3 separate regions of the Pan troglodytes genome follow, and regions 2 and 3 are each linked to region 1. The links are chromatin contacts, called in public Hi-C and HiChIP or PLAC-seq maps. All regions are on one chromosome and are shown on one strand. The core of a region is the stretch at or near the end of the contact, and the rest is flanking DNA. Distances in the headings are between cores, read along the strand shown. Region 1 holds the start of ZNF148 (zinc finger protein 148). Region 2 overlaps HEG1 (heart development protein with EGF like domains 1). Region 3 holds the start of HEG1 (heart development protein with EGF like domains 1).

Region 1 (4,266 bases), core at 885-3,384:
CTTGTTATTGATCTTTGTAGTCAAGGATAATTATTTCAAAACAATTATGTAATCCTTTCCATTTTTTTCCTTTAAACACCTTTGTCTTCCTTTACATCCCTGAATATGCAGTTAACCGTGATGTGTATATTTTCATTGCCATGCTCTATTCCCAAATAAACATTATTTTCTTTTAGAAAGCCTCTCTGTTATTTAGGTTGACACTGATTTTGATGTCTTACTAGAGCTTTGTAAGATGTCACCATTGGGGAAAGCATGGGACTCTGGACTATTTTTGCAACTTCTTGTGAGTCTATAATTATTTCAAAATAAAAAGTTAAAAAAAAAAAGGAAAAGTAAGTAGGCTGAGTACCTACGGGTGGTGTTTAGGGAAGTGAGCAAGAGGAGCATGGAGAGCCAACCTGAAGCTGAGAAGTTTTTCCAGTTTAACTTATAAAGGACCTAAGCTTGCTCCTCACCATCGCTTTTGCTGTTACTATCCCTGTAGTGCTCTTCGTTCTGCCCATTTTAGACAGCTGTTTCTCTATCGCTTGTTAGGCTGCTGAGCAGAGAACTAGATCTATTCCTAATAGCAAACCAATCAATCCTAGCCCATTGGATGTAACCTCCAGGCCTTGAGCCCTTTTCAGTTATTAGTTTTCCCACTGCCTAATACTGAGAGTCGGCTTTCTTGCTGCCAGAGGTGTTTTTCATTATGACGTCTGAATTTGATGCCACTGCAGGTGCTAGAAGTTGCCAGAAGGCTGTCCTCCAGATAACTGTCCCTTGGCTCTAACTTGTGTCATTGTTTTGTTGCAATTAACATTCAGAATATGTGCAGTCATCTTATTAAAATTTATATTTTTTAATGGAGAAAGCACACAGAGAGAGTTGATTGTGGAGCTGTGGTTTACTCTTGCTCTTAGTTACCTGTGTCTAAATTAAGCTGAACCTCTGGGCCTTAGCTATTTCTAAACAGGCATCATGATTTACTAAGGTTAATGCCTGAGGGAACATTAACCTTGCAGACACTAATCTAATTCAGTGTCATCACAAGTGCATAATGCAGGAGTTTGGAATTTTGCCAAAAAGCACTATTCAAATGAACATTTAGTTGGCAAGGGGTGGGAAGGCGGGTGTGGAAAAGGGAAGGAGAACACCAGAAATGGCTCTATAGATATTTTCATGCCTTTTCTTTTCCCTCTCCCCTCAAAGGTTACGTTTAAGTATTGCAGAGAGGCGCTAAATGGAATTTTCATATTATGAAGAAATCCCAATGAACGCGTTTTATCCCACGGCAAGTTCCAGATGCTCACAATTACTCAACATTCACTGAGCATCTTTTATGTTATATGGCTGACCTTGTGCTAGGGTGTGTACACAAAGATGAGTAATTGTAAACGATGGCAGTATGCAGAAGCACCTCAGGGCGCCTAATGTTAGCTGACGAAGGCACCATTAAGGAGGTCACAGTTTGGCTAAAGGGCCCCCAAAGGATGAGACAACTGTGTAATCCTAGCTCTATAGAGATCATTACCAAGTCTTTGCCATACAGACAAAGTTTGGGCTTCAGGTGAAATGAGAAGGGCAAGGTTCTGCCCAAGAGGGTCCAGGGCCGGATCTCTTGATCTGTGTCTATGCCCACACCCTGCATCTCAGCTTGCAGACACTAATAGGGTTTGCCAGTTTCAAGGGCGCAGGGCTACATCTTCCGGAAAAGGTGGCATTTGAAGGTGGTAAGAGGCCAACGACTGGAGGTGGCGGCGAAGGGCTAGGTAAGACAGAATAAATGAAAAAGCCAAGACATTTCTGGCAAATAACCTTTCACCTAGGTCCCCGACCCTTCCATTTCCCCAGGCCTGAAACGCTCCCGAATCCCCGAGTCCTCGACTTTCCAAGCGCTGGGCATTGGTTAAGGCTGTAGGAGCAGGGAGTCCCCCGCTCTAAGAGAGTTCCTCAGTTCCGATCTTTTTCAAACGGCTTTCCTCCCAGGCCCAGCCTAGGGGGCCTGCGGCTCGGGTCCAGCTTCCACGGCCACCCTGGGCTGGTGACACGCAGGCGCCGGAATCGAAGCCACGCTGTGTCTTTCCAGCCAGGTCTCTGCGCCAGACGAGGGCGGGCGCCGCGGAGCGCTTCCCGTGTGCGGGGCTTCCCACAATGCACCGGGCCGGCAGTGGCGGCGACCGCGGCGGCGCTCTAGCTGCGGCATGTCTGCGTCTCTACTGCTCTGGGAGGAGGAAGAGAAGGAGGAAGAGGAGGAGGAGGAGGAGGGGGAGGAAGAGGAGAAAGGCGCAGGGGTGGGAGCTGTTGCCGAAGCTGCCACAGCAAAAGTTCTCCCCCCTCCCCCCTTCCCCTCCTCTCAAGGCCCCTAGAAAGGTTGGAGCTGCCGCCGCCTGCAGTCGGTGACCGCGCGACTCGGCGCCCGCCCGCGGTAAAGCGCTCGGCCTGGCAGGCCCGGGCCCGGGGGAGGGCGGGGGAGGGGGAGGGGGCGGCGCGCGGGGGGAGCGCGCGGCGGTAACGGCCTGACCCCGGGGGGAGCGAGCCGTGGCGAGGCTGGGGGTGGCCAGGGGGCCAGCCGAGGCCGAGGGAAACGCTGGGGCTGGCTGGGGGACGTGAGGAAGCAGGGCGCGGAGGGTGGGTTGGGGGGTTGAGGAGGGATAATGACGGGGGTGGCGGAGGCGAGAAGGCGGCCTCCGAGGCTGGAGGCGGGTGTCAGAGGTAGGGGAGGAGGTGGGATGTTTGCACGGGGAGGCCGGAGGGTGCTGGGTGTGGGTGTGAAAAGGCTAGGGAGACACCAGGGCTCTGTCCACCGTGCCTGGTGCAGTGCTTTATGCACCGCAGGCCTCAGTCACTGTTGCTGCCGGAGTGTGCTCTTTGGGAGAAGGGAAGGGCAGGGGTTGGAGAAAAGGGAATGCTTGCAGGAAACGTAGTGGGAGTGCGAACAGGGAGAGGGGCCGGAGGAAAGATGCCGGAGAGGTGGAGGAATGCGGGGAGGTGGCTGTGGAGGAGTCTTGAGGATTCTGGGGGGTGTTCATTGTGCAGATACGTTAGGTATTTCATTATGGAAAGAACTGAAGCGTTTCTCAGGGAAGGAAAGAAGGGAGATAGGAGTTCCCGTGAATAGAAAGGATCGCGTTTGAAGCAAGAGGGAGTGCTAAATAGTAGAGAAGATGCAGGGAATGCATAATAGAATAGACAGATGTAGTATAATTAATAAATATTGGCCTGAGTACTGAAGAGTTATTCCAGATGGGCCGGGATGGCCTAGTTCCGAACCTGTGTGGGCTGTTCAGTAGATGACATCTGGTAAGTGTGGGTCTGGGCCGTGGTTGGGGTCACTGAGAATTAGATTTTAGTCTGTAGTTTGGTCTGTGACATTTTAGACGTGCACCAATGAGTATGAGAACCTCTGAAGCAGACCTTGAGAAAGGGCCTGGCCTGTGGGGATTCCTTAGGCTATGGAGCTTCGATTCTAGAAAATTTGAAGTATTAACACTTACCCGAGGTTGGGTAAATACTATCCTGGCAAACGCTGGAATGGAAATTAATTGACTTGGTGGTTTTCTTCACTGCCCAGTTTATCTGATCCAGGAGAATTGGTGCCGTATTATTCAGCCTGGATTGCAGTACACAAGATTATAATTAATGGTGGGGGGGAAGACATGCTTGCTGGCTCTTCTTTAGATACTTCATTTGTAGCTCAAATTAGTTGGCTGGATTGGTTCCATAAATCTGTGGCTGGTGGGAGATCTTCTGCCATTCACAGTTCCTGATGTGAACTGTGAGGGAGTTCTCCAGTGAGAGAATACTCTCATTCAGGCATGATGGTATTGAAGAAAACGTATCAGCCAGCAAAGTGTGGGCCTGCAGAATGGAGGATCTAGAATATCTGTTTTGGTTTTAGGTTGCAAGGAGGTCAGGACTAGTTATCAGAAGGTCTAGGGGAACCTAGGAGACTGGACGACTCTAGAGCCAGGTTGGAGGGAGGATTAGCATCTCTATGTCAGGAAATGAACCAAGCTCTCTCTGGATTTGCTGAGCTCACACCAGACCAGATTTCCAAGAGGGAACTCTGGGCTAGAACCATACTCTTAAAAACTACCCGGATATTATTCACCTTTTATTAAGAAAAAACTATATACAGCTGGGCGCGGTGGCTTATGCCTGTAATCCCAGCACTTTGGGAGGCTGAGGCGAGCGGATCACCTGAGGTCAGGAGTTTAAGATCAGCCTCGCCAACATGGTGAAACCCCATCACTATGTGAAACCCCACCATGCCAGGCTGGT
Region 2 (4,266 bases), core at 1,279-3,778, 370 kb after region 1:
GCCGGACACCCCAGAGATTTGCAAACACACAGCCTTGCATAGGTTCTTCTGTTGTGTAATCTAACAAGTTACATTTTCATTTTCAGTTAGAACCTTCGTGACAGAGTTTAAATTAAAGAGAACTTTTCTGAATACAACTGTGGAAAAACATTCAGACCTACAAGAAGTTGAAAATGAGATCACCAAAACGGTAAGTGTCCTGAATGGCATCTTTCTACTCGTCTTTTGTTTCCTAGAACAGATTTTATTCCAAGAGGGGACTGCCTAGGGGTCAGCTGTGTCTCCTGGGCTCTTCACTTTTGTTATATTTGGAAGGGAAACTTCTTGGTTAAAGAAAAAGCCTTTCAGAAATGGAAGTGAGGTATTTGTGCCCAGTAGAAGAGTTTCTTCAAATGTGTCCTCATGCACAGTCTTTATCTGCACCTTTGTGTTTCTTTTCCATGTGCAAACTCATAGTTACAGACATGCCGATGACAGGCATCAGCAGGAGCTGTTGGTGAGGAGGAAAGACCCAGAAAAATCTTACGGTCCCATCTGCTGTTAACAGGCTGTGTGACTTTCCTCTTGTATTTTGGAACTTAGGGAAATGATACTCTTTTTCCTCAAAGGAATGCCAAAGGTGCAGCAGTTAATCCTGATGTCCTAGGGTTTGAGAACTCACTGTATAGATGACCGAGGGGTCTTTGATTCTGCTTCTTTCCCTCTTTGCCCGCTTTTTATCAGAATTTTTTTTTAAAGAAAAATGCCATCCTGGGCAGCATGGCAAGACCCTGTCTCTACAAAAAAGACAAAAATTAGCTAGGGTTGGTGGCGTGCACATGTGGTCCCAGCTACTCAGGAGGCTGAGGTGGGAAGATTACATGAGCCCCAGAGGTTGAGGCTGTGGTGAGCCGTGATCGAACAACTGCACTCCAGCCTGGGTGACAGAGTGAGACCCTGTCTCAAAAACAAAAGAAACCCCCCAAAACAGAAACAACTAAAAAGGAAAATGGAGAGGAAGAAAGAAGACAGGAAAATGAAGCTCATATAATAAACTTTGCTTCTCAACTGCTATCTGAGTCAGAGATTTGACTCATCTATACAGTGAGTTCTTAAACTCTAGGTTCAGAAAATTGAAATTTGCCATTAAAAAACTTTAGAGATGAATTGATTTCCAATCTCAATGTTACTTGTTCTTTGTGGATAAGAGTTAGTATATTAGCTAGGAATTATACATTTCTATAGGACTTTGGACTTTATCTGTGTAAAATACGGATCTAGTTCTATTTCTCTATCTCCTGAGCATTCACTTCATGATAGGGACGATGTCAGATGGCGCACTCCTGTAACAGCCATTGCCAGCACGTCTGCAGATAGAACCCCGGGAGGTCTGGAAGTGAATGACATTGCCTGAGTCCACGCAGAGCAGGTGCAAAGTTGGGGAACAGTCCACTAAACCACCATCACTACTGATACCAATTTCAAGTTCAGGCATCCCCAAGATCGCCCTCAGTTTCAATAATTCACTAGAAGAGTCACAGAGCTTACTAAAAGCGATTATATTAACAGCTACGGTTTATTACAGTGAAAGTCAACAGCTTAAAATCAGCCAAGGAAAGAGATGCACGGGGCAGAGAGTCCGGGAGAGTTCCAAATGCAGAGCTTCCAGCTGTCCTCCTGCTGAGGAGTCATGCACAGTGTTAACTCCTCCTGGCAACAGTGTGTCCAGTATGCAGGGAGTACTGCCAACCACGGAAGCTCTCCAGAGCCTTGACTGGGGCTTTGTCATGTGGCTGACCTCAATCTCCAGCCCCTCTAGAGGTTGAGCTGATACCATGTTACCCAACCCCACCATAAATCACATTGTTGGACTCTGGCATGGCCCAGCACCCCCAGGTAAACAAAGAAGTTTTTATTAGACAGCACATTCCAAGGGCTTAGAGATGGCCTCCCAGGATCCAAGAGCAAAGGCCTGACTTCCCTGGGGCCAAGGTTAAATTCTTTACTACACAGCAGAATTTTATGTCTACTAATCCTATACCTTGTCCCTTCGCCACAGCCGCCTGTTGGTCGTGCTTCAGGTGGATATCTCCTGCTAAGATAATACAGGGATTTAGAACCCTGTGCAGAAGTGCAGTCCTTTGCATTACGTGGCGCTCAGTGACTTATTTGACTTGCTATTTTTTGCCCAGTATCAATGTATAATTTACTGGTGATGTAACATACCTGTCCCCAAGAAAGAGTGAAGATTAATCCATCATTGGCTGAAGAAGCCACTCAAATGTTCTTTCCCGAGGTGTTCTGTTTACCAAACCTGGAAAAACAGGTTAATAATAAAACAACAATAATAAATCATTGCTATTAGGCTATACACTGATGTCATAAAAAGGGTTTGATAATGTCCCATGTTTGCCTCCATCTTCTGCAGAGTGGCATGTATCTGATACACGGGCCTTGAAGACAGGTGGGTCTGCACTGGGCCCAGTACTGAGACCCTCCACTCCGGGAAAGGAGTCTCGATAGCTCCTATTGTACAGGGTAGCAGGGAAGCAGGCCTGATATTTCATGCTGCAGAGGGATTTTCTGCCGTCTCCAAGGGCACAAGGCAAACATAGGGAGAGTAGCTCTTAATTTGCTCTCAACAAAGGGGCTCTTGACCCACGTAATGTAATTTCTCACGGAGAGCCTTTTTGAAGAAGACCTGTCTTTGAGTTAGGTCAACTCATTGTAGATTATGAGGCGTCTATGTAGGGCCTGTCAGACCTAGGGTAGCTGAAAGGAGCCTTTCCAGTGCAGCTCGTTCACTATGCAAAGTCCAAATAAACAGTTGCCTCTGAGTTGTTTGAAACCCTGGGCCTTAAAAGAGAGCTGCTTCTTTGAAGATGTTTTGCATCCAAGGGTGCTATTCTGAACATCATTTCCTGCCAAGATTTTCCCCACTGATTTACTCTCTGCCTCTTTCTCTTTGTACTCGTGGAACAACAGAAAGGCATTTAAGAGCGGAACAAAAAAAGGACACCACTTCTGTGCAAAGCCGCGTGCTGATAACTTGATGGCTGGAAAATGCCTGTTTTATCCTGAAAATAGGAAACTGGTTCTAGGTCCAAGGCTTTTGTCTAACTCACTGTTAACGACAGGCTTGTTCTTCCTTTCAGTTAAATATGTGTTTTTCAGCATTACCTAGTTACATCCAATCTACAGTTCACGCTTCTAGGTAAGTAACAGAATTATATTTGCTTGTGAACTAGTCTGTAGAAAGGGGAGGCTGTTCTAACATGGGTGATAGCAACAAAACCGGGCTGTTTTCACCCAGCTATGGGGCAATCCAGGGCCAAGGTCACTGACCTTCATGCTCTCCCATTCCGTCACTGGTGAATGGCGATGACATTCATTTCCAAAAGCCTTGGGACCCACGTGTCATTTCAGGGCTGTTAAAAACCCACAAACTTTGCCTATAGGGAGTCCAACGCGGTGGTGATCTCACTGCAAACAACCTTTTCCCTGGCCTCCAATGTGACGCTATTTGACCTGGCTGATAGGATGCAGAAATGTGTCAACTCCTGCAAGTCCTCTGCCGAGGTCTGCCAGCTCTTGGGATCTCAGAGGCGGATCTTTAGAGGTAAGAGGGCAGCCCTCTGGGAGGACCCTACCCATATAGTTAGGCACAGACCTAAGATGGAACTGCAAGGCATCCAGGGCTCAGGCCCAGGAAAGGCCCTCACAGAGCCTATTTTTGGCATGGGTGTTAAGTCAAAGACCTTTGTGCACATGCATCTTCTGTTATGTGTGCATGCATGTACAAACATGCACACACACACCCAGAGTCCTGTACACAAGCCTTGAAGACACCTGGTCCTTGGCATGCAGCTCCTTCTGTTTATTTTATCCAGTGTTGATGTGGGAGGGGGAGGGGCATAGGAGCTGATGTGAGAAAGCAGAAATCACTCTTTTTCCATTGAAAAGTTCCTGCTGTCTTTGGGGAAACAGAATGTACATGCTTGTCAATGACCCAAAAAAACCTTCATCTGGCCAGAGGCAGTGGCTCACACCTGTAATCCCAGTACTATGGGATGCTGAGGTACCCTTAAGCCCAGGAGTTCGAGGCTGCAATGAGCTATGATTGCACCACTGCACCCCAGCCTGGGCCACAGAGTGAGACCCTGCCTCAAAAAAACAGAATAAACAACCACCACCAAAACCTTCATCATGATACATTATTAGGTTAAAAAAAAAAAAAAAAGCATGTGCAGTATTACCCATCCTTTGTGTTTGTTTGTTTGCACATTA
Region 3 (4,266 bases), core at 1,321-3,820, 320 kb after region 1:
CTGAGAAGTCATCTGATTTATGATCCTGGCTCCAGATAGGACCTCTCAAGCTATCTGAGATGATCAAGAATCTTGTCTGGATTTTCATATCCCTGGGAAGAAAACACTACAAATGTTCTTAGATAACTGTTTTAGTCTATGGCCGTACCACCCTAAAAGTGCCTGATCTTTTCTGATCTCAGAAACTAAGCAGGCTTGAGTCTGGTTAGTACTTGGATGGGAGATACCTATTTCATACCTCCTTGCTACTGTGCCAGAAGTTCTTTACTGAACTCTAAAACATCAGAGCTAGAACACTCCTTAGCAATCATCCAGGACCATCTTTGCTTTAGAGATTGGAAACTATGGCCCAGATCACACAATTAAACAGTGGTAAAGGCCAGAAAAGAAGCAAGGGCTCTAGGACCAAGTCAACTGTTCTTTCCAAGGTTCTATACTGCATCCAGTTCTCTCTTGCTGTCTTGCTGTTTTCTCTTGTTCTGCCTTAGGAGGAGAAGAAAAAGAGCTGAGATCCATCTACACCTTGATCAATCTTTCCAAGTTCTCCCTGTGTGTCCCTCTCCTAATCTGCTGGTTAAGCCCTTTCTAGCTGACAGTTACCCTGAACTCGGTCATTTCTCTTAGAAGGCAGAGAGAAGATTAGAGAGAGATAAACCTGTGGTACTTAAAGTGGGGTGGGATTGGGGGGTGGGGGAGGATTGGGGGGAGGTGGCAGGTACATGTTTACTCCTTGGGTCTTAGTAGAGAAGGCAGATTATCTCATAGGATCCCTGAATCCACACGAGAAGCCTGTAAGGGCCATTCTACCCTTAAACCTTTCTGCTTGCCTGGGAGTGCAACCAGTACTATGTGACATGGTCTCCTTGGAGGGGAGGGAGTGGCAGTGACCAGAACCTCTGAGCACAGTCCTAGTCTGTTGGGGCTTGTCTGGCTGGGTCTGGGCAGCTGTGCAGTCCTGCCTGTTAATGTGAGAGCAGCATCCAGAGAAGTTAAGCTCAGGCCATGGGAGCAAACCAAGTCAGTTTCAGGGGGATTACTGTTTGGTACTTTCTTGGAGAGACCTGGAAGTTCTGTGTTAGAGCCCTGGAAAGCTGGTTTGTTTAAAAACAAAACAAAATAAAACCAAATCTTTACTCCTCATTCTCTCATTTAAGGTGAGTTTGTTTATACACAGCCTCCTTTATGTTTTTTTGCCAAATGACTCACTTGTACTGAGTCACCAGAAAGTGGGCCTAGGCCCATCTGCAGCTGCCCTGGACACTACGATCTCATTCTCCTGGAGGTGGGTCATGGAGATCTGGAGACAGAGAAACAGAGAAGAGCAGAGAAATAGGATGGAGAGCCAGGCCTGAAAGTGAGGTGCACACTCATATTTTCACGAGCATTTGATTGTCAGACAGGGGCCCCCAACAGAACTGGCAAGAACCCCAAGGAGCTGCAACATTTGTTTCTGTTGCAATACTATTTGTTTCCGTTTGCGAATTATTGCAAACTCTGAATTAGGAGACCAGAATTAATATCACATGGTCATTCACAGATCAATCATTTCGTCTTCGGGTCTACCTTCAGAATCTTGAGCAAGTTATTTTCCCATTTGAGCCCCTCTTTCTTCACTTAATGAGGTGGCTTACAGTCCTAAACTTTAGACATTTTATTATTCATTTACTGGGGAGGGAGAGGTTATGGAAACAAATGGAACTTTATTGACCAAGAAAATTTGTTTACATGAAATCTTTGAATCTTTCCCCATAGGTTTCCATTTAAAATTCTGTGTTCTCTGGGCATCATTTGGTTTAATTTGCGATCTGCAGTTCTTTTCCTGATGATGAGTTTGCCCTAGCCTGCCTGAATTCACAGTTTTCTTTTCCCTGCAGCCTGTTTGGGTGTCCTCGCGGTGACATCTCTGCAGAACTCTGGTGTGAGCCAAAGGCAGTGGTCGGATGGGAACGGCATCCAAGCTTGAGAGGGTGTGGGGGATACTCGGATTCTCGCGTTGGCCGGAGGGTGAGGTGTTAGGTTTGGCAAACACGAGCTCATCACCAGCCCTGGGGCCTGGAGAAGGGGAGGTGGGGGTGGGAGTGGGGACACTTCAAATCAGTAAGGGCGGTGACAGCGCGGGCTGGGTACCAGGGGACCGTTCCCTTTCTCTCTCCTATCAAAGCACTTGGGATAATCTAGTCTGGTGCTAATCACATTACCCAGGACCTGCTTTTCGCCTACTTCTTGTGCGTTTAAGGAGTTGGGAAAGTGGTGCCCGATTCAGAAGACTCTGGAGCATGTGTGTGACAAAAGTTGCAGCACCGTGGCTCCGCTGACCTCATCCCGCTGTCCCGGGCCGGGCCGCTCTCCAGGCGCCGGGCCCCAGCCCCCTTCCTGCCCTCTCCCCGCCCCCGGGCCCGCCGCGCGGGGCCGGTGATGTCAACTGAGGAGGAGCCGCCCGCCAGCCAGCGACCCGCCCGGGCTAATTAGCATGTAGCGGCGCCGCGGGCCGCCTCCGCCCAGCCAGCCCGGCCCCCGGCAGCCCTCCCGCGGCTCCCGACAACTTTTGAGGCGGGGAGCGCGCTCGCAGCCTCACTCCGCTCACTTCCCCGGCCCCGCGCGGCCCCCGCCGCCCGCTGCCCGCTGCCCGCTGCCCTCGCCCCGCGCGCCGGGCATGTGAGCGCGGGCGGGCGCCGTCACCATGGCCTCGCCGCGCGCCTCGCGGTGGCCGCCGCCGCTCCTGCTGCTGTTGCTGCCGCTGCTGCTGCTGCCGCCGGCGGCCCCCGGGACGCGGGACCCGCCGCCTTCCCCGGCTCGCCGCGCGCCGAGCCTGGCGCCCCTCGCGGGAGCGGGGCTGGAGCTGCAGCTGGAGCGCCGCCCGGAGCGCGAGCCGCCGCCCACGCCGCCCCGGGAGCGCCGCGGGCCCGCGACCCCCGGCCCCAGCTACAGGGCCCCTGAGCCAGGCGCCGCGACACAGCGGGGACCCTCCGGCCGGGCCCCCAGAGGCGGGAGCGCGGGTGAGTGAGAGCCGGGAACCTGGCGCCTGGCCAGTCTGTGCTGGGGGCGTGGGCGCGCCCCGGGCTGCATCCCCAGCCGTAGGCCCCTCCGCGCGGCGCGACCCGGGGGGGGGCTCCTCGCCCGGCGTGTGCGGGACCCTGAGGGTCGGCGGGTAGGGAGGGACGCTTTCGCAGTTGGCTGGACTGAGGGGTGTGACCATCCCGTTCTCCTCCAACCCTTTGGAAGAAAACTTATTTCCTATGGGGTACCCTGTATCTCTTCCACCCCACTTTTAAAAAAATGGAAAGGAAAGGGAAAAAGACTCCAAAGCATCTCTCCCACCTCCGATATCTGGCCAGCCGGTCCCCAGTTTCATTTTTTCCGCTATACAGAACTGGCCTCTCCAGGTACAGGGCTCGACTTTCTCATCTAAATAACTGATTTTTAAGGGGTTCTAGGACGGGATATTGTAAAGGACAAAGGATGTACGTAGTTTGAAACAAAACGCTCTACTGGTTCGACTTAAAAGCAAAGGAACGCGGTTGGGGTTGCATGGTTGGACCCCTGCAAGGCACAGGCTGATACAGGACCATCCCTGAGTCTCCTCCCTCCCCTTTCCTTTCCCAATGAACTGTTGCTCCGTGGTAGCCACCGCCTGTCCCACGCAGAGAGAAGGAACTGACCTCTTCTCCCTGCTACCTTTGTGTCCAGTTCTTTCTTATGATCTGGAAAAATATGCCACATACTGAGTGGAATTCTAACCATAATACCATTATGACCTTGGGACTGCTGTCTCTTTGCGCTCACTTTCTCCATCTGTGAAATGGAAGTGATGATCCCTGTTCCTTCTAGCCTCCTAGTGATGATGTGACAAAATGAAAGTAAAAATAAATGGAAAGTGCTTTGAACAAAGTCAGCAACGTGGTGGTGTTAGCCTTTGCCTTCCTGTGAGTGACACAGGGCATATGCTCTGTCCGGGCTATTCAAATAAGCTGGGTTGCTTGCAACACTGGACATTGATTTGGAGTTTCCCTGAAAGTTGAGTTTTTTGTCTGCATAATTGACAATTCATTTAAGTTTCTCATCTCATGCAGACTTTCGGGCACGTGAATTTGCTTGCTTCCTCCAACCTAGAGGTGCTTCTTAGAGTTAAATAAGAAAAAGTTTGGATTTTTAAAAATCAAGTTCTCCTGTAAAAACTCAATTTCATATTCAACAGTATTCCCATTATTGCAAAATGCCTTATTTTGTGAATTTTTAAATCACTGGCATAAGATTGAGAAACCGAGG

What was found. A called contact is a pair of places that touch in the nucleus more often than the background predicts. HiChIP or PLAC-seq counts read pairs in DNA pulled down with a chosen protein or histone mark.
Region 2: a Hi-C map of stem cell-derived neural progenitor cells shows a contact between it and region 1, with 6 times the contacts expected there. The contact joins the enhancer-like site here to the promoter of ZNF148 in region 1. A contact is called at or near these places in 1 of 7 Hi-C or Micro-C datasets (stem cell-derived neural progenitor cells) and 1 of 1 datasets of contacts at active chromatin or transcription factors (stem cell-derived excitatory neurons).
Region 3: an H3K4me3 HiChIP or PLAC-seq map of stem cell-derived excitatory neurons shows a contact between it and region 1, with 9 times the contacts expected there. The contact joins the promoter of HEG1 here to the promoter of ZNF148 in region 1. A contact is called at or near these places in 1 of 7 Hi-C or Micro-C datasets (stem cell-derived neural progenitor cells) and 1 of 1 datasets of contacts at active chromatin or transcription factors (stem cell-derived excitatory neurons).

Annotation. Positions count from the first base shown.
Region 1 is chr2:128,651,087-128,655,352 of NHGRI_mPanTro3-v2.0_pri, reverse strand. It overlaps ZNF148 (zinc finger protein 148), which reads left to right and starts at 2,134. Exons shown (of 9, transcript XM_063807060.1): 1 at 2,134-2,410.
Region 2 is chr2:128,278,788-128,283,053 of NHGRI_mPanTro3-v2.0_pri, reverse strand. HEG1 (heart development protein with EGF like domains 1) reads left to right here. Exons shown (of 17, transcript XM_016941815.4): 9 at 87-190; 10 at 3,117-3,193; 11 at 3,438-3,598. Among named protein-coding and RNA genes, the nearest start is that of HEG1, 52 kb to the left of the region's middle. Within about 2 kb of position 2,528, at least 6 of the 24 cell types and tissues checked have an H3K27ac peak or open chromatin away from gene starts, as enhancers often do. A contact at or near this core is called in stem cell-derived neural progenitor cells, where this site is marked.
Region 3 is chr2:128,331,630-128,335,895 of NHGRI_mPanTro3-v2.0_pri, reverse strand. HEG1 (heart development protein with EGF like domains 1) reads left to right here and starts at 2,570. Exons shown (of 17, transcript XM_016941815.4): 1 at 2,570-2,996. The coding sequence starts at 2,681.